2 separate regions of the Anser cygnoides genome follow, and region 2 is linked to region 1. The links are chromatin contacts, called in public Hi-C maps. All regions are on one chromosome and are shown on one strand. Each heading gives the region's core, a stretch centred on a gene start, on an enhancer-like site or on the middle of the called end of the contact. The rest is flanking DNA. Distances are from core to core; before and after follow the strand shown. Region 1 holds the start of SWT1 (SWT1 RNA endoribonuclease homolog). Region 2 holds the start of EDEM3 (ER degradation enhancing alpha-mannosidase like protein 3).

Region 1 (5,187 bases), core at 999-3,498:
CCCTTGTGGATTCTTCCTCAGTTCCTTTTTCTTTGGTTTCCACTTCTGACTCAGCAACTTTCACACCCAGGTTGTTGCTTTTCACCATTCCAGGGTCGATCACACCATCTTAAGAAAATCAAGCAAACGAAACAAAAAAATCAACAGTAAAATTGTCATTGATATGCTTGAATTATACAACTGAGTTCACTTGCTTGCAGTAATTTGGCGCTTCTACCAGCAAATGTGACTAACAACTATGAAGGAGAAAAATTGTATAATCACTACTGAGAATAACATCAGAATGATTATTGCTTATCCTTGGAATCCACGGAAGAAACCATTCACCCATCTGTATTATCAGATGTTTGAAGTTAATAAAATAATATTTGCATGTTATTTTCTGGCAAAATGCAACACAAGACAAGGCAGGCAAGCAGGAAGTCCAAATATGTTTAACCATAGAGTAGTGATAAATAAAGTTTAAAAGCAGAAGTTTAGAACTGTTTATGACTAGTTGAACAATCTGGAAAAAGGCATTTGAGTGGGCAATGAAACAAACAAAGAGAAGTGGTGGACATGGGAGAAAAATAATCTTCATTTCACATATGAATGGAACGAATGGATGGGCTCTGAGCTGAGCATCATCAGGATTACAATCTTAGGGTTTTAAACAATTTTGATTGAAAGAACAGGTATAAATCCTCTCCAAAACCCAGCATAAGGAAGTTCTAGGAAAAAATGCAGAAAGCCTGCGTATTGAACAGTATTGCCACATATCCCCCAAGCTCAAAAGGGACACAGAACCAGCAAAGTTCCAAAAAATGGTGACAAGAAACAACAGATTTATGGCATAGGTTCTTAGCCATGGAGAAACAACAGAACAGGCTATGACTTTTCAGCCCGTACATAACATCCATAAAGTCATGAGACACAGAGGGAGCACAGACATCAGCAGTGCTCCAGCAGAACCTGGGATGGACCAAATGGAAAGAGCAGATGGAAAATCAGAGCAGAAGTTTTCTGTATAACCTACTGCTATGCTGCAGACCTCCCTGCCACTGGCTGCTGCAAGTCTGTGAGTGCCAAAGAAAGAATTATACTGCAGAGAAATCCATAACAGGCTTTTAAACCCCAAAGCGCTACCTTTGGCTCAAGAAAATGATGAGCCACAAGGTGTTTTGTGTTTGAAAGTATTTCTGGAGAATGCGTTGATGGTCGGCTGGTTGCTCTGTTCTTCCCCCAGTCATCTACTTCTGGCCACTACTACAGACAGGGTAAGGCCCGAATAGATCTTACAGCAGTTCTTAAGTCTCCCTTGCTTTGTCTTGTCTGTTTGCTTTTAAACATTGCAGTTTGACACGGATCTTGCCTATTACAAAGAAATAAAAAGAGGAATGAACACCTGAAGACAGAGATCAGAGAAAAATAGTTTAGAAAAATGGAGAAAGCGCAGAGCAAAATTCTTCCAAGTACCTTGAATCAGATCCAGACCAGCCCTGCAACTCAGAGTATCGCTGTATTTCTCACAGATCTATTTTTAAAGCTGAAAACTCACCTGAGACATACTTCGATGTCCTGCCTACTCATCTATTAAAGAGTTACGTGGTGCCTGGTGACGGTTTCTACGCAGCTTATTAACGGAAGAGACAAAACTAAGATTTTTTTGGTGAGAGAGCTGTAAGAAGAAACAGGCCTGCACGCGGCCGCACGTGCTGCGAGGCGGCTGCTAACGCTACCACAGGAAAAGAGCCCGCACCGCCGGTGACCGGGCACCCCGCAGCCCGTTTCTCGCACCTTCAGCGGCTGCCCGGGGCGGCGGGCTGGCACGGCCGAGCGCCGCTCTTTGTTACCGGCCCCGGCTCGGCGCTGCGGCCGCGCTCCGCAGCGATCGCCCCTCACGCCGCGGCGCCACATGGCGGCCGCCCCCTCAGCGCCCGCCGGGAGCCGCTGCCCGCGCCCTCCCCCCGCGCGGCCCTTACTGAGCGCCGCGGCCTCGCCGCCGCCCCCGGGGCTCCGCTCCTCGTCCTCCTCCTCTTCCTCCTCGTCCTCCTCCTCCTCCTCGTCCCGCTCCCGCTCGGGGGGCAGCTGAGCCAGCGCGGCCTCCGCGGCCTCCTCCGCTGCCATCTTCTCCGGGGGCGTGCGGCAGGCGAGCAGAGGCCGGACCGAGATCCCCGCGCCTCGCAGGGAGGCAGGGACGGAGGCGGGCGGGGGGCGCGGCGACGGCGGGGCGGGCGGGGAGGTGCCGAGCGCCGCCTACACTTCCCAGAGCGCCGCTGGGCCGCGGGCCGGGCCCTGCGCGGCGGGGGAAGGACGGGGGGAGGAGGAGCGAGGAGCAGGGAGCGGTCGCTTTCTGGGCCGGAGCGGGGCGAGGGGCTGAGGCGCCCCGCGCCGAGCCGAGCCGTTGCGACGCCGGCGGGGCGGTGGGTGCGAGGCGGGGCCGGGGCCGGGGCCGGGGCCGGGGCCGGGGCCGGGGCCGGGGCCGGGGCCGGGGCCGGGGGGAGGCCGCCCGGTTCGTGCCCCGAGCGCCGGGGCAGGCGCTGCCGGGACTTGCTGGGCCTCAGCTAAGGGGAGGCTCCGGCCGCGGTTACTTCAACAGTTGCTGCGGCACCGCTCCGCCGGCGGCTGGCCGGTGCTTCGGGAAGCCGGCTGCGGGGTCTGGGAGCGGGCGGTGAAGCTTTCCTACGGCCCTCCACGCCCGCCGCTGGCCTCGTCGGCGGGGGTGAGCGGCTTGTGCCCCCAGAGCGCCGCGCCAGGCACGAGGCTCGTCCAGCTCCTCGCTGCGCTGCTCGCATGGGGCGCGTCGAGCTGGGGCGAGGCACGGTCGGAGAGGCAGCACGTCCAGGTTTGGGGCAGAAGTAATGAGGTGACAAGCTCACCAGGGAGCAGGGAGGTCTCCCAGGCTCAGCCTGCGTTAAATACACGGTTTGAGGGAGCACTAATTGTGTTCCTTGGGCGGCTGGACCAGGGGGGCAGCCTGGCGAAGGCATTGTCCTGGTGTGACAGCAGGGTGAGACTTGTTTGTGGAGCAGATTTCCCTGTTAGTCTCTTTACGGTGAGAGACCTAACTGACTTGAGCTTTAGCAACTGCTTACTGTTCCTCTCTGTCATCCAGTTCTGCTCTTTGCTTATCATTGGCAAAAACTAGTATTTCAATTCTGTAGTAAGTCATGGCAAATTTGGTATTGCTTCACGTGTAGTTTTGTCGCTCAGCATCCAAAGGGCCCTGTGTCGTATAACATCTTCCTTCCTGGGAAGGGGGGAGTCTAAGGCAAGAATTAGAGTTGGAACTGCTTTAGAAGTTCACTGTTATAATAAAGGCTATAAAAGGGTGTTAGCCTCTGCTCATCTGGTATGTTTACTAGTAGAAAATCTACATCTCGGAAGCAGATAGTAGAGTAAGGAATGGCCACCCTTTCTTCTGGGTAGTTTTGTCAGTGAGATATGGATTGTCAACACTGTTCAAATTTGCTGTGGCTCGTACTTGGAAGAGAAAACAAAGTTGTTTTTTTTTCATAATGAAGTTAAATTATTTCTATACCAGTAAGGGTTAAAATTTGAAGTAAATAATAATACTAACACTTATTTTTTTTCCCTTAGGGTTTGAAGATGCCTAAAAAGAAACTGAAGAAATTAACTGGAAAGGAGGACAGTTTGGATGGCCAGGATGACAAAGTAGGAATAGTTGTATTAATTTTTTTTTTTTAATCATATGCCCATGTTCAAGGGAGGAACACGAATTATTTAGCAGTTTTGTTATGGAAGGATGAATCAAACTTTACAATGAAAGGTAGGACCACTAAAAACAGGAGGACTGAATTTGTCAGATAATTACTAAGTTCTAGTCAGGTAGCTGGTATATGTTTTTCTCTAGAGCCTCTGGGTGGAATACGTGTCGGAAGTTGTGAGTTGTTTTTTTTAAGCGTAACTTCCTGGTGAGGAATGCAGAGCTGAAATCTGTAACCAAAACTACTACCATTTTCCTGGGTTGTTCATTATCTTGGCTCATATATATATATATAACTTATGATTAGTTGCAATATTTTAACAAGCGACTCTTGGGTATTTCCTCTTAACCAATGAGATTCAAAGCAATGACTAAAATTGTATGTAGATTCTTAGTATATTGTAGGGTGTGTTGTGTGTGTGTAAAATAATCATAGATAATCATTTTGGTTATGCTTGTATGTAGCTTCCCATTGATCTTTTGATTGTTCATTTGAACTTCTGGAAAGATTTCCTACTACTAGTGTAATATATAGCCAATAAACCAGTAATTTAATAAATCCATGCTTCAGTTTGCTAGATTTTTCCTTTGGTTTTCGTAAAGCATATATGAAAGGCGAGTGCTTTTGTCTTATCATATTGTCTTATCTTTCAACAAATATTTACAAGTGTTTGTTGATGAATGTGATATTGTGGCCCTATAAACTGAGTTATACACATTAGAAACCTTTTGCCCATGTAGAAATTACAGTTCAAAGCCAAATGTCTGTTTTTTCTTCCAAATTCCTTATTATTCCATTTGTCTTTTAATATTAGCTTACGCTAAGGCTTTGCCGTTTTTATTTTTTCTTCTACAGTACAAAGGTTAAAGATTTTGCTTGAAACCTCCTACTACAGCTGTATTGCCTTTACTAATGCCTATACCAATTCAAAGAGTACCGAGTTCACTATTGCATGTCTGCAGTCTATTTGGGCCAAAGTTAAATATTGCTACATGCAAGCATTGACCTAGTGCAAAGAACAGTGGGAACCTAATCTATTAATAGCAAAATGGTAAGGAAACTTCTGAATAGTAGCAAGTGGATCTTTAGTGTGATCATAGTACGGATAAGAGATCTTTGGCTCATACAGATGAAAGGGTAAGCTATTTCTATGGCGTCATATTTGGGTACAATTGTAGGGTGTTTGTGGTTTTTTTGTTTGTTTTTGTGTGGTATAACTATGACTGCGGATTACAAAAGATTTTATGCCTTTTGGCATTTAATAGTTTGGCATATAATTCAGGAAGTATGAATGAAAGGACACTTGTTACAGGATAATTTAGAACAGCTTTAAATAGAGCTGTCTGGAAGAGTCAGCACTGCCACCTCTTGGTAATGTGGCTTGCATAACAACAGACGATATGACTGATATGATTGCCATGTGATTGTGTGTAAATACAACATCTAAAACAGTCTGTTCTAAGAGGACATTTACCCAAGA
Region 2 (5,187 bases), core at 1,663-4,162, 140 kb before region 1:
TGAAAACTGCTCGTAACCTGATGGGAGAGAAACCAGTCTGAGGAAGCATCAGGCAGAGATTGACAGAGTTACAGCTAGCAATTCCTAGCTACCATTCTGAAATCCACTGTAACTCTCCTGACACCGCTCCTCCTGAAAGTAAGATTTGTTCAATTCCTGTTAAAGGGTACACAGATGCTCTTATTTATTTTAGCTTTATTTTCCCCCAATACCTTCCTGTTATTTCTCTAGAACATCAAGTACTGTACCCTGCTTTCTCTTCCAGGTCAGCAATAACAATTCCAAGAACAATTCAACAAACAGGTATTTTCCTTACCATATAATTGCTGTACGCATGATCAAACATTTCCAGCACTTGGTTTCTAAAAAACAAAAACAAAAATTAAAAAGAACAGCATTGGTGGTCTGCATCACAACGCCCTTTACCATGCTATCTTAGAACAGCAAGATGTGCTACCGTAATCTCAGTCTCAGGAACAGCTCCTCTACTAGCGTACTCTACTCAAGTAAATGAAACAAGGCAAACAGTTTTCCCTGATCTGGCTGCTATTTGGCTTTTCCTTTGCCTAACACAAAATTAAGTATTTGGCATGTGGGGACTCTTTCAGCCTCCTGTGCTTCCTCTTCGATAGCTGTAGATGTCACTAATACGTTAAAGCCAGAGACAGGACACGTTCCTTGCTCAGCAAAAACCAGCACATAGAGTTATGTTCGTCTTGTAATCTCCCCCACTAAAACCAACTGACATAGCGTTAAATTCCGATCTGTGATTCAGATAAGTGATGAGATACACATCTTCCTTGAATTAGGAGTCTTGGCAAGCACACAGTAAAGAAAATCCTCACAGATACATTTATTGTACGTGTTTGAGAAGCAGTCAAGGTGAGCAGCACTGCCACATAAAACAGTGCTGTCTTCCCAAGAGCGCACCGCTTCCATTTGTACCTAACTGTTTTCCTGAGTACCTAGCCATGCTTACAACAGAGCATGCTAATTTCTAAGCTAACAGCTATATAACTCACAGTCTCCGATGATAAAACCAAACCCAAGAGACAGGAACAGCACAATTATACTCCAAATAACTGATTTAGTTCAATGACTTGAAACTAAGCAGTAGTTTTCACTCATCTGGTGTACCAAGCCATCAAAAGAAAGGACAGGATGCTTTTTCCTGGTACTTTGGAGGCTTCATCCAGCCCGCAGTGCCCGCACCTGCGGCCACACTCGAGCACGAGCTCCAGCTGCACCAGGCACACCATGCTGACCTGTGATTTAGCACACACAAAGCTTCTCACAGCCTTTAGTTCTCTACATGCAACTTGCTTTTACAGGACACTTTCAGAAAGGACTTCTGTGACTGACACGACCTTGTCCTGGAACAGAGGCACGGCTTACCTCCAGTAAGCCACCCAGCTGAGAGCCCCCAGACACAAACGGTGGCAAGACCGCTTGCACACACCGGGGGCAGCAGGTGCACGGAGTTGAATTTACGAACACAAAAAATTTAAACCAAAGGGGGAAGTTTAAACCCATTAAGTGGTGACACGAGGAAAGCACACAACGTATGTACCCTGACAACCCAAGATGCAAAGCCCAACTAACTATAAGCGTTACTGAAGTTAAATATCAGCTTATGTCCAGTGATTAATAACTGGAAGTCTCCACAGTGCTTTCCCCGCACATTTTGCATCATTATTCTCTGCAGGTGACCAGCTGATGTGAACACGATGACGATGAAGCTGCCCTGGCAATAAGATCATGCTGAGCTTGATTAAAGGTCTGTCTAAAAAAACCAAGTACTTCATGCAGTGCAATACATTGCCACCTACATTGTAGTCTTTATCATACAACTGAAAACCATGTTAAAAGCAAATCAGCTTCTTACACGTATACAAAAGAATCTATGATTCTACTGTAGAATGTCAAGGTTCACAGGACGAGATGACCCATCTAAACTTACTGTGCCTTACTAAAGGACTCACACAAATATAAACGTGAAGACAAGCTTCCAGTTGTGATTTCCTTTGGTTTCGTTATCTGCGCTTTGATTGAGACACGTTCTGGGCCTCTTGCACAGAGTTTTATTAAGGTTGCTTTACAGCACAGACTGGGGCAGGCTGGGCGCCGGCACAGGCTGCCCAGAGCAGCGGTCACAGCCCCCGAGCCCGCGGGAGCTCGGGAAGCGTTTGGGCACGGCTCTCAGACACAGCGTCTGTTTGCAAGGGGCCCCAAGTGGAGCCAGGAGTTGGGCTCGGCGACCCCCCTCGGGGGTCCTTCCTAACCTGGGCTACGCTAGGGAACAGGGAGCGCTGCGATTCGCCTTCAGCAACGGAAGCGGGCAGAAACACGCGCCGAGGTCTCCTTTTTATTACCCCCCCCCCAGCCGCGTTCCCCAGGTGCGGCCGCGAGGCGCCCGCCGGCCGGCCCGCGGAGGGACGCTCACCTCCGCCCGCCTGGACCCGCGGCACCCGGGCGGCGGCCGCAACCCCCGAGGCCGCGGCTCCAGCGCCCGGCGGAGGGCTGGAGCCGGCCAGGGGCCGCCGGCAGGACCCGCCAGAGGCCGCGGCCCCGTCCCCGCCGCCCCCTCCCCGCCCCGCCCCGGCTCACCCCAGCCGCCGCTTCTCCTCCTTGCTCATGGCCCCGGCTCCCGGCGCGGCCGCCAGCACGGAGGAGGCGGAGAGGAGGCCGAGCGCCAGCAGCCTCCACGGCCTCCTCCAGCGAGGCCCCCGCTCGCCGCCGCCGCCGCCGCCGCCGCCCCGGCAGCCCGCAGCTCCGCTCATGGCCGCGGCCGCCCGCCCGCTGCCGCTAGGCCCAGGCCCGGCCCCGGCCCATCCCGCCCCTGGCGGCGCGGCGGCCGCGGCTCCCGGCGGCGGGGCCCGGCCCGGCCCGGCCCTCCCGCGGCGTAGCCAAGGGAACGGCCTCGCGCCGCCGCTTCCGGGTTCGGCCCCGCCCCGGCGGGCCAATGGGAGCGGGCCGCGGCGGCGCGAGGGCGCCGGGGGCCACGTGACCGCGGCAGGCGCGAGAGGCGACGTGGACAAAAGGATGGGGGGAGGCGGGGGCGCGGCGCGGCGCGGCCGGACTACAGCTCCCGGCGTGCCTCGCGCGCGCTCCGCCGCCGCTCCGCAGCGGGCGGCTGCCGCGCGCTCGCCGGGAGGTGTAGTTCGGCGCCGTCGCGCGGAGCCGGCGGTGCGCCCGCTGCCGCCGCACCTTCGCTCGCTTCGCGTTCGAGTCCGGCGGCGCCCGCGGACGCCGGGCGTAAAGGCGCGGGGCGGGCCCGCGGCGCAGCCCTCAGCCCGCGGAGCCGCCCAGAGCCCCCGTGTTTGACCCGGCAGCGCCCCGCGCTGTGACCCGGCCCCGAACCGGCCCCGCTGGCCGCGGAAGGGCGGGGCGGGATTTGTTCCCGTCACCGGCGTCGCGCAGAGCGGCGTGCCCGCTGCCGCCGTGCCGGGCCCGGCAGGGCTCCCCACAGCAGCCGGGCCCGGCACGGGCAGGAGCTCCTTGCAGACACGGGCCAGAAGCACCGACCGGTGGCTTCTTGTACCCGCAGCGGCCCGGTGAAACCGTGCGGGTCGCGGGCCTCGGCGTTCCTGTCACCGCGACCCGATCCCCACACCCCGTTGTTATCCCAAGGCCTCGTTAGAGGCGTGAAGAACGCCGCTCTCCGTCCGTCCCTCTGCAAGCACCACGGCGTGTCAGAAAACATACGCAAAGACAAAAGATGCCCGTGAAGTGCTGAATTTCAGTACAAATCTGCCGACAGGGAGATGCTGGGGACAAGTCTTTGCTGCCGTTTCGCATCCTACTTGTGAAGAACAAGCGCGCTGAGCGCCTGCATTCAACACCACCGTGCTCGAATACCTACAGGAAAACATGACCCTGATCTAAGCCTGCCATAGGAATAACTCAAAAATGGCTTTGATGGGAGTGTTAATGCCAAGTATATTTTTTGTACTGTGTATGTACAGATGTCTCTAATCCATGTTAGTCATAAACAGCTTTTGCAGAACACAGCCGTTTTTGCAGAGTAACCGTCACCATCTTGCCATCCTCTTTTGTACGCATCTTCGTAGAAAAACTTCATGCCCCCTATTCCATGACATTGCTAAAAGAGACTGCCACTGCCCAACTCTAAAGCACGTTATAAATTTGAAGTCACTTAATGTTTAGTACCAATTAGAAATAGCTAATGATTTGTTACCAAAAAGAAAAAAAAAAAGGAAAGAAAAAGCTGACAGTGAAATAACTAAGCAATTTTGCATGAAGGAGGAAACTATTCAAAAGTACTTTTGCAAGGAAAACATATGTGACATTAATGTTTGTACACCGCACTACAGCTTCTGGAATAAATAGGAGTTGCATTTATTTTACAACAGTGACACTCCACTCTGTCGAGTTACTCAACATGTTCCATACTTAGGCAGTAATATTTGCCTATTCCTCTAGTATCCATTCTCTGTTAGTATTATAGCAGATTTTGATAGCATTAAATAACAGACTTTACACAGGTTGTTAAATGCCAACAAATATTATGCTCTCTGGAGTTTGTTATTTCTTCCCATGTCTTTATCAATGCAGATCCCTCAGTCCTTTACTTACTGTGATTATTATTAATCTTGCTGTCCTGTACAGTCTTACATTTATTCAGAAAGAGTCAGAAACCCCAGATCAAATTTTTTAAGGTGCCCTAAAGTGACCTCTGAAGTGCAGTCTTTATCTCTAAAGCCCAATTTGTTAAAATGCTGTTTTTCATTTCCAAGCTTTTCTGTGCACAGTCTTTATATTGTGTGTGCAAACAATGCTTATAAGCCACTTTGTGCATAGATCACAATTTGCTGTGGATGATAGTATGCTGGCTATGAAAGCAATAAGTCTCATTTTAATTACTGCTTTTGAAACTTGATTCTGCCGTCCAAAATCTAAGCACAAGTGAATAGCCCTTAGCTGATTTTTGCTTCACTTAACTCTTCTAGTAGAAATTATATGCAATCATCATAATATTTCACAATTATTGCAATTTATGATGTAATTTACGCACCTAGAAAGCCCTACAAAAGTGAGTATCTCAAGTCAGTAAGAATGTGAATGGCAGGACTCTTAATATTCGGTATTAGATAGCTGTAAGTGAATATGTTTTATGGTGGGAAGTAAAACATAAGGATGCTGCCTTATGGTTATAGTTATTGTAAA

Evidence for each region. Hi-C and Micro-C count contacts between places; a contact is called where the count stands out from the background.
Region 2: a Hi-C map of liver shows a contact between it and region 1, with 2.1 times the contacts expected there. The contact joins the promoter of EDEM3 here to the promoter of SWT1 in region 1. A contact is called at or near these places in 2 of 7 Hi-C or Micro-C datasets (granulosa cells and liver).

The regions. Positions count from the first base shown.
Region 1 is chr8:16,640,729-16,645,915 of Taihu_goose_T2T_genome, reverse strand. SWT1 (SWT1 RNA endoribonuclease homolog) reads left to right here and starts at 2,248. Exons shown (of 19, transcript XM_067001477.1): 1 at 2,248-2,406; 2 at 3,580-3,654. The coding sequence starts at 3,589. It overlaps TRMT1L (tRNA methyltransferase 1 like), which reads right to left and starts at 2,156. Exons shown (of 16, transcript XM_048059239.2): 1 at 1,962-2,156; 2 at 1-108. The coding sequence starts at 2,106.
Region 2 is chr8:16,780,929-16,786,115 of Taihu_goose_T2T_genome, reverse strand. It overlaps EDEM3 (ER degradation enhancing alpha-mannosidase like protein 3), which reads right to left and starts at 2,912. Exons shown (of 21, transcript XM_067001467.1): 1 at 2,608-2,912; 2 at 317-362. The coding sequence starts at 2,780. NIBAN1 (niban apoptosis regulator 1) reads right to left here. Exons shown (of 14, transcript XM_048059237.2): 14 at 4,336-5,187.